Linked DNA regions of Drosophila melanogaster: region 2 is linked to region 1. A link is a contact called in public Hi-C data. All regions are on one chromosome and are shown on one strand. The core of a region is the stretch at or near the end of the contact, and the rest is flanking DNA. Distances in the headings are between cores, read along the strand shown. Region 1 holds the start of homer (homer,). Region 2 holds the start of mtsh (mitoshell).

Evidence for each region. Hi-C and Micro-C count contacts between places; a contact is called where the count stands out from the background.
Region 2: a contact with region 1 is called in a Hi-C map of the Kc167 cell line, with 5 times the contacts expected there. A contact is called at or near these places in 6 of 107 Hi-C or Micro-C datasets (the Kc167 cell line, the S2 cell line, eye imaginal disc and 2 more).

Annotation. Positions count from the first base shown.
Region 1 is chr2L:6,721,100-6,725,914 of dm6, reverse strand. It overlaps homer (homer,), which reads left to right and starts at 2,556. Exons shown (of 7, transcript NM_001273221.1): 1 at 2,556-2,722; 2 at 3,485-3,773; 3 at 3,829-4,265; 4 at 4,319-4,397; 5 at 4,461-4,727; 6 at 4,784-4,815. The coding sequence starts at 2,718. Liprin-alpha (Liprin-alpha,) reads right to left here and starts at 2,012. Exons shown (of 15, transcript NM_001273224.1): 1 at 1,831-2,012; 2 at 1,526-1,737; 3 at 819-1,088; 4 at 656-757; 5 at 1-139. The coding sequence starts at 1,067.
Region 2 is chr2L:8,317,059-8,321,873 of dm6, reverse strand. mtsh (mitoshell) reads left to right here and starts at 1,966. Exons shown (of 6, transcript NM_164806.3): 1 at 1,966-2,495; 2 at 2,564-2,798; 3 at 2,915-4,037; 4 at 4,094-4,240; 5 at 4,324-4,350; 6 at 4,520-4,815. The coding sequence starts at 2,198. The coding sequence ends at 4,335. It overlaps strat (stratum), which reads right to left and starts at 1,546. Exons shown (of 2, transcript NM_135365.3): 1 at 1,343-1,546; 2 at 589-1,272. The coding sequence starts at 1,465. The coding sequence ends at 1,027. CG7781 reads left to right here. Exons shown (of 4, transcript NM_001298816.1): 4 at 1-594.

The DNA of each region.
Region 1 (4,815 bases), core at 1,307-3,806:
CGAACAGCGACTTTAGCGCCTTGAGCACTTCCACCTCGCTGGAGACGCCGCTCTGGGCGGCAGCCTGTCGCTTCACAACGGTCATACGCAGGGAACGCTCGTGGCGGGACACCAAGCACTCCAGATGTTCGAGGAGAAGCTGAAATAGTCAAGTTAGATCATTAAAAATATATTATTTCACGCAGTAACCGACGTTTAAATTGTCTCTTTAAAAGTAAAATTACCGTAGAAATTTAATTAAAACTGATTTTCTTGATATTCAATGAAGCGGAAAGGACTTATAAATACAGTTTACTTCACTTTTTATGGTTTAAGACGGATGTGAATACAAAGAACTAATTCTTAAAAGGCTGTAACAATGTTTGTATAGTCACTGATAAGTAAACAAATAGACAAGCCATGTTCGAAATAAAAATGAAGACGGACAGAGTAAACTTTTGTATTGTTCCCGGTATATGTGACTAATTCGCAAAAGCAAGTACCTACAACTGTTTCTTGTTTGAATAACAATGGGATATGTAATTTAGCAATGGCTATAATACCTAAATTAATAAATTAGTCTAGCAAATCTTGTCATGATCTACCTGATCTAACCATTACTCAATTGTCTCAGTAATTGAAATACCAAGGATCTAAATTTTCGAAAATCACTTACCCTGGTATTATTCCTCTCCGCCTTGAGCTCCCCAATCTCCTCGTCACGTTCCAAAAGGGTCTCCCGCGCTTGCGTCAGCTCCTTGGTCAGGGTGGCAAACTCCTAGAAAGATCAGGAAAAGATTTTAGGTAAACTGCGGTATCAGCATGCAGAGGCCACTTACTTGCGGCAGATTAGCGTTAATCTGTCGCTGCAGGCTGTCCCGCTCCTTCTCGACGTCACGCAGCTTGTTCTCCGTCTCGTTAAGCCGCTCCTGCGCCTCCCTCAGGCTGTCCATCAGCTTGTCCCGCTCGTCCAGCATGGAGACCATCAGCTGCTCAAAGTTGGCATCCTCCCCGCTAAACTGCGAGGAGCGCTGCGAGATGCTATCCTCGGATATCGTGGGCATTACGTCGCACATCATGTTCCACATTATTTAGTTGGGGCCGCCAGACTGTGCGAGACAGAGAGGGGAATAAAGGTTACAGGATTTTGGCTGTAGGTACATTTTGTGCGGAGATTGTACCACTATCGCTGTTACCGAAGCACAAAAACTAGACGCGTTTTTCTAAAGTTTCTTGAATTTGATCCTTGATCATAAATGAATTGGCGTGATTGAATTTTTGTCTGTGATTCCGCATATGGGAGATACTTAATGCTGTAGCTTCTTCTGCATAAAATCAAATTCTTTATGTTAATTGAATTTATAAAGTAAATTCAATTAATTCATACAAAATGTCCATTCTATGGAGTCCGGATATTTTACTACACACACACACGTTCGCTAGCCATTCCAATTGAAATACCCAGCATAGTGGGAGAAACATGTCTAATGAGACTTATCATAGGCGCCGCATTGATAACAAGTTTTCTACACCAACACATACGCACACTGTCGCAGGCGGGGGCACACGCACGGCATACACACTCACACGCGCACGCACACAGGCACAGTACTTTTTCTCTTTCGCATAACTGGCATATTTTGTGTGCCTAGGTGTGTCGCTGTCGCATTTTGCAATCACATATACCCGAAACAGGGTTAAACGAGCAGCAGGTGCGAGCTTACGCCGCTTTTAAATGCGTTCCAATGAGTTTTTCACCTGAAATTTCGGTTTAGTGGGACGGCGTTCGTGTGAAAAAAAAGAGGCTGCGAGAAAATCGCCTCGTACTCCTCGTTACGCCGGAACACGTACCCCGATCGATCGCACGGCGGCTGGGCAGCAGCAGCAACAACAACTCTGGCCGCTTTTTGCCCTTCGCATAGGTGTCCCGGCTGCTTTTAATTAAATAAACCGAATTCCAAATGGATTTTTTAACGATGAGAAACTGGTCAGTGTTACCAGATGGCAAAACGGCTAAAATCCGTAAACCAACCCTGGTTCTTCACTACAAAATGTACTACATTTCATGAATTTTTTCAGTGGTTCTATTTCGTCCAAAAAATATAGAAGTAAAATGTGTTGTTTTAAAGTTTTTGTGGCAGTCTATTTATGTTCAAAGCTAAATTATATGCAAATATTATTGCCGATCAGGAGTTGCCATTTGACCTATCGTCAAGTATTAGAAAAATGTGTACTAAAACTAATGCTGCCACACCGCACAAAGAAAACCATATCTAACAAATATTCAAACTACATGTAGGCGCACAACTAGACAGTCAAAAAAACTTATCACTTTTATCTGAAATTATTTTGTAACTTCCGTCATTTAAATGCAATGCTTCAACAGCTACACATGTTTTTGAAAAAATTACATTGTTATGGTGCCTTACAGACAAACATATTTAGTATTTATTTATCTTAATTAATTTGCAATTCGCTTTACAGCGATTAAATTATTCGATAAGAATCATTGCTCTTATACGAGCTCATGTGTTATCGATGCTTGGAAGCTAATAAATAAATCATCGATGGTGTTGAGCCAGTAAAAACATCGATAGCACCATACAAACATCGATTTTGGTTCCAGCTCTAGACATTTGTGTTTTATTTTTTTTAACCGTGAAATTCATAAGTAAAACCGACTAGCATTGGTATAAACTGCTGCGGAAGCACTCAGTCAGCGCCAAAGAACGAATACAATGGGGTAAGACCGATGGGCGCGGCCAAACCGGCCTAAACCTGCCGTTTTTACTGTGGGAAAAATCGACGCCGAACTAGCTGACATCTCCCCCCTATGATGTTGTTGTTGTTGCTGCCGTTCTGTGTGTAGCGGGCGGCGTAAATACATACATATATATGTACACAAACATACACCTACACACGCACACGCGTGGGCAGGCCAATTACATGTGTGTGGGTGTGCAGGTGTGTGTGACTGTGCAGGTGTGTGCGTGCGTGTTTTCCGCCCGAGAATCAAAAATCACAAGCAAGGCTGCGGAAAAGGCTTAGCACATAATGCAATTTAGTCGGCGGTCGACAGTCGCCAGCGATAACGGGAAGACACAAGTTATAGAGCTCAGCGAACGATGTCGGCGGATAGGTAATAGATAAGATATATATATGTATATGTGTACAAATAAAGGCACTGGAGGCTACCACGGATACGGAATTGATTTGATGGGGGCCCTGCGCCCCGCAACAAACTGTCATTGCATCAGGCCAGATCGCAAAAAACAAACATATATCGACCTACTTTATCAAATAAGGACCACGAGGATTATCCTGGGACTTAAGGACTACTAATTATAAATGCATTACACAGTGCCTGTTGACTAATAAACCACAGTAAAAGAATGCTTTGCCATAGTTTACTCACACGAGCACAGAAGCACAATTTATTGCCTGCTCTAAATGGAATTTTTAATTAATCACACGCTTGTCGCTTTAATCCCTTTATGACCCTTAGCGAACAACCGATTTTCACCTGCCAGGCGCACGTCTTCCACATCGATCCGAAGACGAAGCGCACCTGGATCACGGCCAGCATGAAGGCGGTCAACGTTAGCTTCTTCTACGACAGCTCGCGAAATCTGTACCGCATCATCAGTGTCGAGGGCACCAAGGCGGTGATAAACTCGACGATCACACCCAACATGACCTTCACCCAGACCTCCCAGAAGTTCGGCCAGTGGAGCGATGTGCGGGCAAACACGGTGTACGGCTTGGGATTTGCCTCAGAGGCGGAATTGACCAAGGTGAGTGGTTAGCATATGTCTCACATATTTATATACTAATCATATCGCTCAACAGTTCGTAGAGAAGTTCCAGGAGGTCAAGGAGGCCACCAAGAATGCCATGAAATCGGCCAACGGATCGAATGCCGTCACGCCCACCACCTCGGCGAACACGTCGCCCATTTCCGGGAGAGCTGTGGGCTCCATGCAGAACGACAACACAGCCATCGATCCGCACACTGTGGAGCCGCCCAACATGAGCAACACGAATACCCAGAACGCCAATCCGGACAGTCCTTCCCACAAGCTTCTAAATACCAGCGATGTCAAGGCGGACATCGGATCGGCCACGCCCTCGCCGCAGCCCACTTCAGGGGTAACTGGTGGCGGTGGAGTGACCATCTCGTCTGGCGGAAGCATTGTGGGCATGCACACGGGTCCTGGAGCCGGCGCCACCGCCGAGCAGCAGCTTAAGTACGAGAACGAGCGTCTGAAAATGGCACTGGCACAAAGGTAAGCAAAGCGTTGACCGTCATTGGCTCAAGGCAATAATGCCTTCTTTTCAGCTGCGCCAATGCCAAGAAATGGGAAATCGAGCTGGCTACCTTGAAGAACAACAATATACGGCTGACTAGTGCTCTTCAGGTAAGCAATAAGATAAGCTCACATTTATTGAAACTGATCGTTTTTGGCCTTTTTCTCCCAAAGGAATCAACTGCCAATGTAGACGAATGGAAGCGCCAGCTGCACACTTACAAGGAGGAGAATATTCGCCTCAAACGAGATATGGAGCAGCTGTGCGTGGGCGGCGGGGTTGTGGCTGCAGCCGGAGGAGGCGCCACAGAGGACGAACTGCGTCGTGAGGTGGCCACGCTCAAGGCGCGGACAGAACAACTACAGAAGGAACTTATGCAACAGGAACTTGAGCTTAAGTCGGCCAATATTAGCCTACGTGAAAAGTCCAATGACCAAACGGTGGGTAAAGCATAATAATCATGTTGAGTAATTTGCTAATGAAACTTTGTTTTTAGCTTGCAAAGTTGAGTGAGGTGAATGGTGTGTT
Region 2 (4,815 bases), core at 717-3,216, 1.6 Mb before region 1:
TTAGTTTGTCTATTTTTATTTAACACAAGACTCGAACTAAATTTCGGCAATAGCTAACATTAAAAAATTAAACAATTTTAACGTAATGCTCAACGAGGCGAACACTTCATAGAATAATTAGCAAGCAATTGGGTCGAAGGTCGTCCCTGGATAATCCAAAATGATAGTTGTGACACGCTTAGGGGCGACGACCACGCCCAGCCCACATCTCCGCACTCCCAAGGGGAAAAACACTCGTTGTTGTAACCAACTGCCAAAAAGGATAACTTTGAAGTCGTTTCATCTACCGCATAGGCACCACCATCCCAGCAATGAGAAAATGAATATACCAAACTATTGGGATAACCAGTAGGGTAATGAAACCTAATGAAACCTTTTTGTCCAAAGTAGCAAATAATTGCAGATTGCAGAATCAAAGAAATACATTAAAACGTTACACAAACCGAAGCAACAAATACATTGTTTTTAGTTCTTTTAGCAAAATAACAGTTTATAGTAAAAAATTTTTTAGTTAAGAATCTCCTCTTAAATGCAATATTTGTAATGCAATAAAATTGTAAAATGTTTAAAGTGAAAAACAATAAATATGAATACAAAAGAGCGATGTTTTTAATGACCAGGGTGTTTTCTAAGTTTTCTGAGATTTTAAAACGAAAGTTTTAACAAATAACTAAATAATTACTAATTTAAAAATGCTTGCACAATCATTTGCTAACCAGGCACGTTAAAACGTTTTATTTCGCTTAAATCTAAACTCGACAAACTAGGCCTTCGATTTCACGGATTTTCAGCGAATTCGTTCAGCGAATCTTCACTAAAAGCATAGATACTTCTGATAACTAGAGGATGGTAGTGTACAAATAGTGCATGTTCAAGGAAATACTCAATTACTTCACCCTAACTAAATCAAATGAAAATCGCTTCTATTCCGTGGCATGAAAAACTGATACATTAAAGATTAGCGGATAAGTGGCATGATAAAATGGATTGCAAGAGACTGGACACACGTGTTTGGCATCGCTGCAGCTAGGTGTCCTTGTGCACCACCCTCTTGAGGGCCAGATAGCAGTGGCGGGTGCTCAGATCATGGTAGCCCACAGGTCCTCGCTCGCAGTCCGCGCAAACCAGAAACTTTCTGCCGTCCACCGTGTTGGAGAACCCGATGTTCTCGAATGTCATCATGTCCTTGACCAGCCAGAAGTCTTTCAGTGGCTCGCTGTTTAGGCTGTCCGCCGTTCGATCCTGCTTCTGCGTCATCAGTGGCACATCCACCTGGTCGCAAAGAAACGTAAACAATTGGATTGCTTGCCCAGTCAGAAGGGTTTAGCCGTTCGGCACTTACCTCCTCCTGGTTGTAGGTGCCCTCTTGTGCTTTCAGCATCAAACAGTTGCAAAACTGGCAGCGCACATTTGATTTGTTTTTCCCATCGGTGATTTGCTCGCTAAAATCAGCTTCCTCTGTCATTTTTTTGTGGAATTATCTCAATTTTGCAACAAATGCGTAAAATGTAATCAGTTGATACCCAAGCAGACGCTTTACAACACTATGCCGTTGAGTGGTCACACTGTGTCGTTATCGATAGACGATACTTATCGCCGCCGTTAAGCCACAAAATTCAAAAAAGGGGTTTCCGTTTCCGTTCTTACAAACAAAATAAGGTAATATAAGTAAACATGTGGAATATCCACTGTGCTTAACAAAATTTTACTTATTTAATAAGTTTTTAAACACGGGCTACATCCCATTATCTCATTTAATTCCAACCAATCACAATGATTTGCCCAAATATAATAATAGAGCCGATAATCTGTGTCAAACCATGAGATGGTTTATCTGAATACCCTGTAAAAATATTGTCACTCAACTCCAATCCTTTGGTCCTACTAAAAGCTAGCGATATTAGAATTGAAAGACGATAGCTTTTTCGATTGCTTGGCAACTCTGGTCGACGTTTTGAAAAAACTCCTTTTCTGTTCTGAAACCCTAGGGAGCAGACGGTTCTTACTTTTAGCCAAATCTTCGTCGTCAGGGGATACCAACACCAGTCCGTGTAGTTGCCGCAGTGACTCGACAATCCACACGTGTGATTTGGATAGGATAACCTTAAAATCGAGATACGAATTCTGAGCATTTCTGTTGTTTGCTTTCGCCAGTTTTTTTTTATTCAGTTTTAGAACCCAACTGCCAGGCAGGATCATGAACATCCCCATCTACCAAGTGCCCTCGGTGACCATGCAGTCGCTGCACCAGCAATCTTTGTACCAGCAAACCTATTTGGATCGCAATCGCATGGTCACCGATGTATTTGTGCAGGAACACGTCTCGCAGAGCTCTTGGTCAATGGCCGGTTCATCGGCTGTTTTTATACCAGGCCCCATTATAACTGGTAGTGCCCATGGACACTGCCATCATACCGCGACAGTTTCGACTGTAAGTCCTCAATTAGCGACCTTTATGCCTTTTCCGGGCATGCAGTACTATGCGGCAAGCTCAGGTGCGTTCTGTTTACTACTATTGTTTTTATTCACTATTCATTGCGTACCACCACCTACCTCCCTTTAGCCACGATGAACGCCTATGGCCATAATCAGATGTATTCTACTCGTGCTTCGGCCTCCGTCGGCTTCTATTTGCCACAGTACCATGCAAGCTGCAGTCATGAACAGCCGAAAAAGACGTTCTGTGCGGCTCAAACGCAGACCCAGCAGACGGCTAAGACCAGTTGCGATGTGGGCACCCAGGTGGATTTGGATGCTGAAGAATTGCGCTCGGAGGCTAGGAAGCCAAGACCAGAAAGGTAAGGCTAGATCCTCTTAAAGAAAAATATAAAAGCTTTCTCAAAATATTTTCATAGTGTGTATTAATAGAGTAATTTCGTATTAAGACCTAAAACAAATAAATAAAACGTTTCAGTGTTGTTCCTGAAGAATCGAGCATTAGTTCATTGGAAAGCGGCGCAGGCGATGGTTTCCGAGTGCAAAAAAAGCTGCGCAACTCGGAGGTAAAGCTGCTGGACCAGCGTCTCCATGATATTACCAGAGTTTCACTTCATGGCAGTGAGATAGCCGAACGTCTGGCCAATGCCCATCGCAATCGTCCGTGCTTCAAGAAGATCGATACACTGTGCGCCCGCCTGAAGCAGGATCTGCTGCGTCCGGATGGCGTGCTGCCAAATATAAACTCACAGGGCATTGCTTGGGCCGTTAAGGATTTCATATTCGTCTTTACGCGCATTGTGAATGCCTGGGTCATACTGAAGGGCTACGTGTATAATACTCCCGATGCTTTGAACAAGATTAAAGATGAGCTGCCGTCGGGCTTTATGGCTTCCTTTGATTCTTGGCAGATCTCAACCCTGTCCATCGTAAAGATGATTGTAAAATCCTTTGTAAATCTGGATGAGCTGCTGCAGAAGCAGAAGAACAGCTTTTCCGGAAAAGATGGGGCTCCCATTAACCAAAGCAATAGCATCTCTCTAAGAAGTTTTATAGATAGCAACGATAGCAGCGGCTTGGCACAGAAGTACCTGGGAATGACCACTGGACATGGACCCAGTGCCTTTAGTACACCTAATAACCAAATACGTAATAATGCAGCCTCAAAAGGCCAAGAACCCACTTCATCTGCACTTTACAAACCGAAATGTGCATTAAATCTAAACTATCTGTACACCATGATAGAGGATTCGGAGGAAACCCAACGCCATGTAGATGCCAATGGTACTTATCTGAAAACCGGAACGTATCAACCACTGCAAAAGGAGTCGATGCAACTGGAGATGCCGCCAGCCAAGCCAAATGACCATTATGTGGAGCGGAATGCTAACCAACAGGCTTTGCCATCTCAAGAGATTCCTAACGCTCCAACTCCGAAATCATCTCCACAGTCGGATCGTCCGCGAGATGTGAGGTCGTACACGAATCCATTTAGCGCGATCGGAAAAGAGGTTACCCGGCAGCTGTACGAGTTCAGTGACCGTGTCATGGAGCTAAAAAACTTGGAGCGCTTCTTTAAGAAGCAGTTCACTCGCAACTATGTCAGTTATCTATGTTAAGTTCCTACAGCTGCCCATTAATTGAGCTACCATTTTAGTATCCAAATTTCTATCAGCATTGCCAGGATGATTTTATAGACGTGCGTGCCATTATTTTGCGGTGCGAGAATTCCTCATACCATCACATTTATCAGGCTATCCATGATCTGCGCCGGATCATCTTTACGGTGCGCTGTTATCTGCAGGTATTGGTTTGATTCCATGCAACCATCTGCTACACTCTATACAACTTTTTATTTTCAAATGCCATTCGCTGCTGCATTTATAGGTCAAGGAATAATGTATCCAATCCAAGGTATCAGTATGAGTTGGCCATTTAATGAACTAATGTACTAATCACACTGGTCTCATTCGGGCACTAATCTCATATATATAACCTATTAACCAGATCACCAATTAACTATTTACTACTTGTGTACAAACAGCAAGGCGCATTACTAATCTTGATTTTATGATTATCACAGATGTACACGGACGAGAACCTCCTCTACTACATTGATCTCTACGAGCGCTCTGTGAACGACATGCTTTCCAAGCCGCCACATTATCCCAACCAGTTTGATCACATCATGGGCAGGCCAGGCGAAAAGCTCTTCAACTATGAAATCTAAGTGAAAAAGTATTGACGGTTGAGATTATCAACTGAAATTTAAACGATTTATGCCACTTATTTAGCATTTACACGCGTGGGTTGAGTAGATTCATTAATTTTCGAAATCAGTGAATTGAGGCAAATTTTGACAAATCCATGCTTTAATGT